Linked DNA regions of Mus musculus: regions 2 and 3 are each linked to region 1. A link is a contact called in public HiChIP or PLAC-seq data. All regions are on one chromosome and are shown on one strand. The core of a region is the stretch at or near the end of the contact, and the rest is flanking DNA. Distances in the headings are between cores, read along the strand shown.

Region 1 (3,101 bases), core at 171-2,670:
AGCTTTTCTGGTTTTATGTCTTCAGTAGGGAGAAACCAACTGGGGTCAAATTATCAAAGAATGAGGGATCACACTGCCTAGCATCATTTAGGGAAATGCAAAAACTAGGGAATAAAAGGACTAAGCTAGAAAGAGTCAAGACACCCAAGGAAGTTCTCCATGAACAGACAAAGAACAGTTTTAGCCATTTCACTGGGTTAGCACAAGTGACTAATAATCTTTCCACCCACTTCCTGGTGCCAGAGCAATAAAGAAAATGGTGGCTTCTATACTGTCATAACAGATTGTTCATTTTTAGTCTTTACCTCTTATTTTGAGAAAATCTTAATTAGCAAATTAAAAGGTTTCCTGTTTGGTCCCTAAGTGGGTACAAATCCTACAATCTAAGGTAAACTACCAATTAAAATGGCAAGAAATAAGAAAACTTTAAAAAATAAAAAGCTAAATCTTTTCTAAAATTCACTGACTCTTCCTTAAACTGTTATAAGAAAAAACTGTTGCTCTGACCAAAACCTTTCTTAAAACTGCAGCTGCTATTTCACATCAGGTTATACACACATGAAAAAGTGAGCAAAAGCAACCATGAGCTCTTCTAAAACCAGTCCATGGACTTTCTGGATTTCTGAGTGTCTAAGAGGAAGCAGGCAAATGTTCTGATTCCTATTAATTGAACTAGAGCAATGAAAGAGGCTCCATGACTCTTCACCTGCCCTAAGCCCTAAGTCACGTCTAAAGAACTTCCATGATAAAAAGGAAAGGGGTGGTAAGATGATTCAGATGTAAGGGCACTTGCTTCAACTCTGGCTTCATGCTTGATGCTCAGAAACTTGACTCCAAAGATGCCCTCTCACCTTTACATATAGACCATGGTGCATATACCCTACACATGCAAATCATACACAAGCACACATGAACACACACATCATCATCATCATTCTCGTTATAATTAAAAGGAACAAAAAGGCTTTCTAGAACCTGAGAGGTGAAGAGAGGACAAGAGAGGAAGAACAGGGGGAGCTTCCATTATTTAAAAAGAAAAATGAAGTTGAATAAAGCCTGCACTAACATCATTTATAGTGAAATAACACTAATCCCTCCACTGCTCATACAAATATCCAGATTCAAATTTCCTAGACTCAGAACTGAGAAGTCAAGTAAAAAGAGCTAGCTGCAGAACCCAATATACACACTCATTTGTAGATCCAATAAAATGGGCAAAGATGCCTTAGGACATGACTGAGTAGGGGCTAGAGCGATGCTCGGAGGTTAGGAGTGATAAATTACTTCTCTACCAGTGAAAAGAGCCAATTCAAACCAGATTAGATTAGATTAAATGTAAATTTTATGGGAAGCTGTTCCTGGGCACGTTCGGAGGCTCCAAGGACAGAGGCAAAGTCATTATGGGGAAAGGGGGGGGGGGGCAAGCCCAACCCCTAAACTGGAATGTTCAGGACTAAGGGTAGGGTATGCCAGGTTAGAGAGGAATACTGGAAGAACCAGAAGGTCAAATTTTCTTTGATATGTAGAATATGCACCTTAGTTCCTCAACCAAAACCAAACAAAGAATACTTGATGCTCTTCTAGAGCTTCTAGAGGACTCAAGTTTGGTTCCTAGCACCTATGTTAGATAGCTCACAACCAGAGAATTGGATACCCTCTTCTGGCCTCTTCAGGTATACATGCACACAATTGGCATTGCACGAATATGTGTGTGTGTGTGTGTGTGTGTGTGTGTGTGTGTACATTTAAATAAAATAAGAAAAGGCCGGGCAGTGGGGAGGCAGAGGCAGGCAGATTTCTAAGTTCGAGGACAGCCTGGTCTACAGAGTGAGTTCCAGGACAGCCAGCACTATACAGAGAAACCCTGTCTCAAAAGAAAACCAAAAAAAAAAACAAAACAAAAAACAAAAAAAATAAACAAACAAAAACAAAAGGACTAATCCTTGTGGCTAGGATCTAATTAGTTGTAGCATGCTTACCTAAAATGCATGAAGCCCCAGGCTCATTATTCAGTTTTACATAAACTGGGCATGGTGACAGAATCCTTTAGTTCTTGTTCTTGGGGGAGGTAGGAGGATCAAAAGTTCAAAGTCATCTTTGCCTAACTACTAAGTTCAAAGCTAGCATGAGATACATGAGACTCTACCTTAAAGAATAATAATATTTTTAACCCATGTAAAAGAATTCTCCAGGACAATGCTGAAACAATTTAGCAATTAAGTAAGTTAGTTTCTAACTTCCATTAAGAACAGACATTCAGCCGGGCGTGGTGGCGAACGCCTTTAATCCCAGCACTCGGGAGGTAGAGGCAGGCAGATTTCTGAGTTCGAGGCCAGCCTGGTCTACAGAGTGAGTTCTAGGACAGCCAGGGCTACACAGAGAAACCCTGTCTCGAAAAACCAAAAACCAAAAAAAAAAAAAACAGACATTCACGAGTCCATATTGATATAAGCAAAACCTTCCTTCCAGAAGAAAGTCAACTTTTCTAACCTCTCACAGAAGTTAGACAACAGCCCCAAAACCACTACCCTCAAGTGGACAAGAGGGAAACTGTGAGGAAAAACTAGGCAAATGCTAGCTCTGTTCACAGCCAACATCACTAATGGTCCTGAGGCTACTATGGAACACTGGTAATTAAGTGATAAGGGAACTTCACAGCTGAGGCATTCTTCCCCCTAACCCATAATCATAATAAAAATATCCCACAAAACAAACACATGACAGGTGTGTAATATTGCCATAATCTGCAAGAAAATACCTAGAGAAACTGTGAAACCAGAGACTGCATTTAGATACCTGGACTGTAGCTAATAGAGATGCATCAATGTCATCTCTTTGTAGATACAGACATGCAGTCGGTGGAAGGATAACAAGGAATTGGAACTGGGTGAGGGATATAAGGGAACACTATACTTACTGTCTTTGCCTTTTAAGTATGAAAATAGTTTAGAAAAAAAGAAAGAAAGAAAGAAAGAAAGAAAGAAAGAAAGAAAGAAAGAAAGAAAGCAAGCAAGCATGCATGCATGCATAGAGGTATTGTTTACAAAGCTTCCCTAGGCTGTAGAAAAGGTAGGAGATAATTTAGAGACAGAGATCCTCTT
Region 2 (3,128 bases), core at 429-2,928, 400 kb before region 1:
TGATTCCCTTATGTACCTATTTCTAACTTGACACAATATCATCTGTCAATAATTTGTTTCTTTTTTATTTACTTACTTATTAATTTTTAGACAAGTTCTCACCACGCACCTCCATCTGGCCTGGAACTTACTTTGTAGAATAGACTTGTCTCAAACTACAGAGGTTCCCCTACCTCTGCCTAATTTGTTCTGGGATTATTGTGTGAAGGATGACATAGGAATTTTGATGAAAATTGCGTTGAACCAATAAGTACCTGGCCTTTTAAAAAACGTTTCCTCTTTTTGGGGGCCAGGTTTAGTAGCAAACATTCACTGGTGGTGAGTTTTTGGCAACTTGATACAAACCAGACTCACTTGGGAAGAAAGAAAGTCATCCCATTATCTAAACAGCAGGTCTGTGCAGCATGATTGATGATGGATGTGGGAGGTTCCTGCTTACTGTGGGTAGAGCCACCCCACCCCTCCGCAGAGTTCCCAGGCTGTATAAAAGAGCAAGCGGGGCAAACTGCTGGAAGCAAGCCAGTAAGCAGCACCTCTCCCTTGGGGGTCTCTGCTTCAGTTCCTGTCCTGATTTCCTTGGGCCATGGAGCACGACCTGAGAGTTGTAAGCTGACACAAACCCTTTCCTCACCACCACATCGTTTATGGCCGTGGTGTTTTACCACATCGTTGCTCAGCGTTGTTCAAGCTTGCTTCTGCAGTTCAGGATCATTTGTGTTTCCGTGTGGATTTTGTATTTTTTTCTACTTCTGTTTAGAATAACATAGGAACTTTGATGGAAATTGCGTTGAATCAATAAGCTGTTTTGTAGCACGACTTCTTTCAATTTTTTTTTTTTTTTTTTTTTTTTTTTTTTTTTGGTTTTTCGTGACAGGGTTTCTCTGTATAGCCCTGGCTGTCCTGGAACTCACTTTGTAGACCAGGCTGGCCTCGAACTCAGAAATCCGCCTGCTTCTGCCTCCCAAGTGCTGAAATTAAAGGCATGCACCACCACGCCCGGAGACTTCTTTCAAATCTTAAGTCTGCCAATTCATGAACATGGGAGATCTTTATACCTTCTAGTATCTTCTTTGATGTTCTACCAAAAGGAGTTATATCCCTTATCTTTGGCATAAAAGATATATAGCTACCGAGCTGGAGAGATGGCTCAGCGGTTAAGAGCACTTCCAGAGGACCTGGGTTCAATCCCCAGCACCTACATAGCAGCTCACAACTGTCTGTAACGCCAAGATCTGACAGCCTCACACAGACACACACAAAGGCAAAATACCAGTGCAGATAAAAATAGATAAATTATAATAAATAAATAAGAGACGTGGCCACCTGTGGTGCCTATTAGCATAGCAAACCTCATGCTGGTTTCCAAGCAGCTCTTGGAGTCTTTAGTGTCACAGTCCCTGTTATACATTTCAAAGTTCAGGCTCCCATGCCAGTCCTTCTCACCTCCTCCTGGACCCTCCCTCCCTCCAGTTCATGGCTTCCCTCCCCAGATCCTCTGTTCTCCCTAGAACTCTGCAATTCTTGCTATGCTTTTTCTCTGTGTTCAGCTCCTGCCTCTCACACTCTGTTCTCTCTGGTTCTCTGGTCTCTTACGGTCTTCCCTCTCTCACAGAACCCTGGTCCTGTCCGTTCTACTCCTTTCTCTCTGATCTAGATTTTTCCAGATGCCTGTGGCTGGCCTCATCTCATATCCACAACAAAAGCCTTCCCCTTAGCCGAGCCAAGGAGTGGTCTAGTCATCAGTGTATATAAAACCCATAGTGGGAGGAGACAGCTGGCTCCTGCAGGTTTCCTCTGACCTCTGTATGTGCACTGTGGCACCCCCCACATGCATACAATTATGTGTGTATACACACACGATACATAAAATGTAATTTAAAACAATAACAAGCACAGTGCCTCGCCCCTCTAATCCCAGCCCTTGAGAAATAGAGGCAGGGGGATTAGGGGTGCAAGGGCATTCTCATCCACATAGTGAGTTCAAGGTCAATGTCGGCTATGTGAGAATGTCTTTAAAAAAATAAGCGAAATGAGCAAGGATGGTCAGACAGAGGCTGGGGGTGATGGCCTGTCAGATAGAAAAGCCAGGATGCATAATCGGGTGCTTCCTAGAGTCGGGCTTCCTACTTATGAGCAGTAGGATTTGAGGTAAGTTGTGCCATTTTTCCGTGACTGTAAAATGACGGACAATGGTATATACTAGACACTGTTAAACAAAATGAGTGAGCACACAGAAGCATCTCAGCGAGGGGCTGTGGGGATGGTGGGCAGCTAGCATCACTTGATCTTCCAGAGAGCAGGTGTTTAGTTCCTAGCACGCATGTCAAGTGATTCACCACCATCTGTAACTCCAGCTCCAACGGATCCGATGCCCTCTCCTGACCTCCGTGAGCCAATGTTCACGTATGTATCACACGTGCACACACGTATACTCACGCATACACATATGTACACGCACACACCCAATGGGATTTTAAAAAATTTTTAAAAAGAGCCTCAACACAGACTTAAAAAGGTCCTTGGCACATAGCCATCCAGGAACTGCTCACTGGCGCGACTCCAGAGGCAGCCTCGAGAAAATCAAGCAGTACGTCCCCTAAGGCAGCTGGCCTGCCAAGGTTTTCTTCCCACACTCAAAGATTCTTCGCATTTAAAAGTCCCATGCCACACTTATTTGGAAATTTTATTCTCTTTATTGCAAATCTCTGGTAAAGGAAAAGACAGGGCAGCTGATTCTCCTTTAAACTTTGGCGAGAAGAGTACTCCATTGTCTTCGCAGGATGGCTGGCCTCCCCATAGCACACAGAATCGCTGGGGGTGGGGGGGTGGGGGGGATTCGGGATAGGGCTGTGACACATACTGGTTGGTGCTGGTGACTGCCTCCCAGATGCTCTGACTTAATGGGTCAGGAGGTTGTTTGGTGTCAGTTGCTCTTTAAACTCCCCAAGTGACCCCAAGCAGCCAGGGTGGAGGGTCCCTGCCACAGTGTCTTGTCACATGGTCGGCAACGTCTCGAATACCTGGCGGTATCACCAGCAGCTGTGTCACCTGCTTACATCACCTGCTAGGCCAGGGTCAGCAGGTGTCCCCTGTCTCCTCCTCCCAAGTGTCCTGTGTGCTCACCCTTC
Region 3 (3,339 bases), core at 53-2,552, 440 kb before region 1:
ATCTTGGTGGATCCCAAGAGAACCTTGGGTCTGAACCAGAGGTAGATAACACCTTTCGTGCCATCCCCTAGAGACCCACTTCTGAGAGCTAGGCCACAGTGACAAAATGCCCCACAACCCTTCAGAACAGGGCTAGCTTATGGGGACATATGCTTAGACACTTGTGGAGGTGGGGAGCGGCACAGTTTATATTCAAACCAGAATAGTGTGAGAAGTACCAAAAGGAGCAAGGGCTCCTGTGACCCTGGGACCTAAATTGTCTCCATGGGAGAGTAGAGAGTCTGGAGGGCATCCAAGGAGAACTGGTACTGAGGCCCATACCTGACGGGCACAAGACAGCCCAGCAGACAGCTGGAGGGAAAGGATTGCCAGACCGCAGGCCTACCGACACTGCCTCACCTTCAAAGGCTCGTTTTTGTTTTTGTTTTGTGTTGATTTGTTTTTTTCTTTGTCCCCATGGGTACTTTTTTTTTTTTCCATTTTTTATTAGGTATTTCGCTCATTTACATTTGCAATGCTATACCAAAAGTCCCCCATAGCCACCCACCCCCTCTCCCCTACCCACCCACTCCCCTTTTATGGCCCTGGTGTTCCCCTGTACTGGGGCATATAAAGTTTGCGTGTCCAATGGGCCTCTCTTTCCAGTGATGGCCGACTAGGCCATCTTTTGATGCATATGCAGCTAGAGTCAAGAGCTCCAGGGTACTGGTTAGTTCATAATGTTGTTCCACCTATAGGGTTGCAGATCCCCATGGGTACTTTTGTTAGTTCCTGGTAATGGTCAGGTTCTTTCTGAACGCTGGACCTGCTCTTGAGCCAGTATCTCTCCGTCTGCCTCCTTTGAGCTGCTGGGTAGTTTGTACTTCCACTAGTGGCCTCTTGCCTAGGCTATAGGCAGGCATCTGTCTCTACCATTAAAGGTGAATTGTGTAAGGGAAGAAAGTGACTTGTAGAAAATGACAGAGCTCCATGTAATGGGTTCACCTCAGGCAATGCAGTGCACGTGTGTGTGTGTGTGTTTGTGTGTGTATGTGTGTGTTTGTGTGTCTATGTGCGCATATGCACATGTGTGTGTCTGCATGTGTGTGTGTGTGCACATGCATATGTGTGTGTGCACATGTATGTGTGTGTGTCTGTGTGTGCACATGCACGTATGATACTGGGGATCAAATCCAGGGCCTCTAAATGCTCTGTCTCTAAACTTCACCCTCAGCCCACAAATCAGCTTGGAAGTAGTCTTGCTGGCCTCATCCTCATTGCCTTGGGTGAAATGTGTAATTGTTTAAACGGATGTGCCCTGCCCAGCCCTGGAGGAAGAAAGGTTGAAATGCACTTCAGCCAGGTGTGGTGCCTTGTACATGCAGTCCCTGCATTCCAGAGGGTGAATCAGGATTGCTGGAATTTTTGAGGCATCAAGTTTCAGATGAATCTGGACTATAGTCTGAGACCCTACCTCAAATGAGAGAATGAACAAGCCCTGGACAGCCGACTCCATGGAGCAGCTTGCTGCCAAGGCAATGACCTGAGTTTAAACCCCAGGACTCACAGGGTGGAAAGGAAAAAAAGAAACCCACACGCATGCGACCAGTGATCTTGATAATCATGTCCATAGCAAAGAAAGCAAACAAATCGATCTTAATTGCCTTAAAAGATTTTATTTCCCCCGCTAGGAACTAGTTTCTTTTGGCCAAACTGAAAGAGCACCTTGTCTGCTGGTTAAGCAAGACACTGTCGTGGGCTCTAATTACTTTCCAGCTTGCAGGGAGGGTGACAGAAAGCGTATTGTGACCTGTGCTCAAGAAAATAAAGGCACGAGGCAAGCACTGAGCTGTTACAACACAGGTTGGGTGGAACATTTGATTAACTTGATTGCTGGTTCTCTGTGGGAGAAGAATAAGGAAGGAGAATGTGAAGAAAGAGAAGAAGGAAGAGGAGGAGGAGAAGAAACAGGAGAAGGACAAGGAGGAGGGGGAGGGAAACAGCTAGACAGTGCTGTTAGCAAAGGAAAACAGAAGTGCAACTGGAAGGGCCAGGTGAGGTGGCTCAGTGGTTAAGATTGCTGGCTCCTCTTCCAGAGGATGCAGGTTCGATTCCCAGCACCCACAGGGAGGCTCAGGGATCCATTGCCCTTCTCTGACCTCCTCCTGCACCAGGCACAAGTGGTACATGGATAGACATGCGAGTGAAACATTCATACACATGACAAAGGAAAATCTAAAAAAAACCAAAGTGCAACTGGGAGGTCAGGGGGCTGAAGGGAAACAGAAGGAAAGAGCAGGCAGGATAAAGGATGGGTTATGTGGGCCGGGTGGGGTGGGGTGAGGCAGGAAACCAACCAGGGGCAGGTACCAAAGTTTTCCAAGGGGGAAGCAGGAAGGATCACTGCGGGATGTTGACTGGAGCCAGAAAGCCTCTTGTTAGCTAGCACCCCATTTTTCATGCCTGTGAGTGAGACCTTGGTCTACTGTGTACTTTCCGAAAGGAAATAAATGAGGAACCCAATAATATCCAGGCTTGGAGCCCAGTGTCATTCCAGGAGACCCTCTGTGTGCCAAGCAGGATTAGTCACCTCTACAAGTGTGAGTTCTTGGACAGGGGCTAGATAGCTCAGGGCTAGATCACTTTCCTAGCTTTTGCAAGGCCCTCTGTCCAAGGCTCGGAAAGAGAGTGCCTGTACTCTTTCTAGATTTCCACTCCTGTCATGTGCAAAAACCAAACCTGTGACTCTGAGCCTGAGAGACAGCTGCTTGCTTCTTCTCGACACTCTTGGATCCCGCTGCCCCACATCTTCATCCCAGGAGTATCTTGTCACAGCCACAATTTCAGAATCCTTCAGTGGCAGCAGAGAAAGAAAAAGCAAAAGACCCAAAGCCAGGAGGCTGTCTGGGGAGCCAGTGCCAAAGGCAGCATGGACATGGAGAGAGCTTAAGCAAATGAGCACGGGAAGAGGGGGCTGTGAGAGGGGGAAGTGTGTAAAAGCACTGCAGGGGGAGGGCTGCAGGGAGAGAAAGGGCTGCAGAGGGGGGCTGCAGAGAGGGGGCTGCTGGGGGTGGGCTGCAGGGGGCAGGCTACAGGGGTAGGGCTGCAGAGGAGGGGCTGCGGGGGGGGGGGAGTCCAGAGGAGGGCCTCAGGGGGAGGGCTGTAGAGGGAGGGCTGCAGAGGGAGGGCTGAGAAGTCTCCGAATCCAAATCTGAAAATCTTTTGACCCCAAGTTCACAGTGGCGACTTGAACTCAATGCCCAACCAGAAAGGAAAAGGCACTTAAAATACGTTCCCCAAAGTTAAAAGCATGACTTCCTGAAAATTTACACTGGGCATAGCAAAGGTTGACTCAGCTCA

The links. HiChIP or PLAC-seq counts read pairs in DNA pulled down with a chosen protein or histone mark.
Region 2: an H3K27ac HiChIP or PLAC-seq map of embryonic stem cells shows a contact between it and region 1, with 4 times the contacts expected there. The contact joins two enhancer-like sites. A contact is called at or near these places in 3 of 484 Hi-C or Micro-C datasets (cerebral cortex and embryonic stem cells) and 6 of 115 datasets of contacts at active chromatin or transcription factors (embryonic basal ganglia and embryonic stem cells).
Region 3: a contact with region 1 is called in an H3K27ac HiChIP or PLAC-seq map of embryonic stem cells, with 5 read pairs. The contact joins two enhancer-like sites. A contact is called at or near these places in 1 of 39 promoter capture datasets (liver), 2 of 115 datasets of contacts at active chromatin or transcription factors (both in embryonic stem cells) and 1 of 9 other capture datasets (embryonic stem cells).

Annotation. Positions count from the first base shown.
Region 1 is chr9:70,486,126-70,489,226 of GRCm38.p6, forward strand. All of the region lies in intron 2 of Rnf111 (ring finger 111), which reads right to left. Among named protein-coding and RNA genes, the nearest start is that of Gm24615, 12 kb to the left of the region's middle. Within about 2 kb of position 1,421, at least 17 of the 459 cell types and tissues checked have an H3K27ac peak or open chromatin away from gene starts, as enhancers often do. A contact at or near this core is called in embryonic stem cells, where this site is marked.
Region 2 is chr9:70,085,838-70,088,965 of GRCm38.p6, forward strand. No RefSeq gene overlaps it. Among named protein-coding and RNA genes, the nearest start is that of Gm39369, 4.4 kb to the left of the region's middle. Within about 2 kb of position 1,679, at least 16 of the 459 cell types and tissues checked have an H3K27ac peak or open chromatin away from gene starts, as enhancers often do. A contact at or near this core is called in embryonic stem cells, where this site is marked.
Region 3 is chr9:70,046,694-70,050,032 of GRCm38.p6, forward strand. No RefSeq gene overlaps it. Among named protein-coding and RNA genes, the nearest start is that of Gcnt3, 10 kb to the left of the region's middle. Within about 2 kb of position 1,303, at least 74 of the 459 cell types and tissues checked have an H3K27ac peak or open chromatin away from gene starts, as enhancers often do. A contact at or near this core is called in embryonic stem cells, where this site is marked.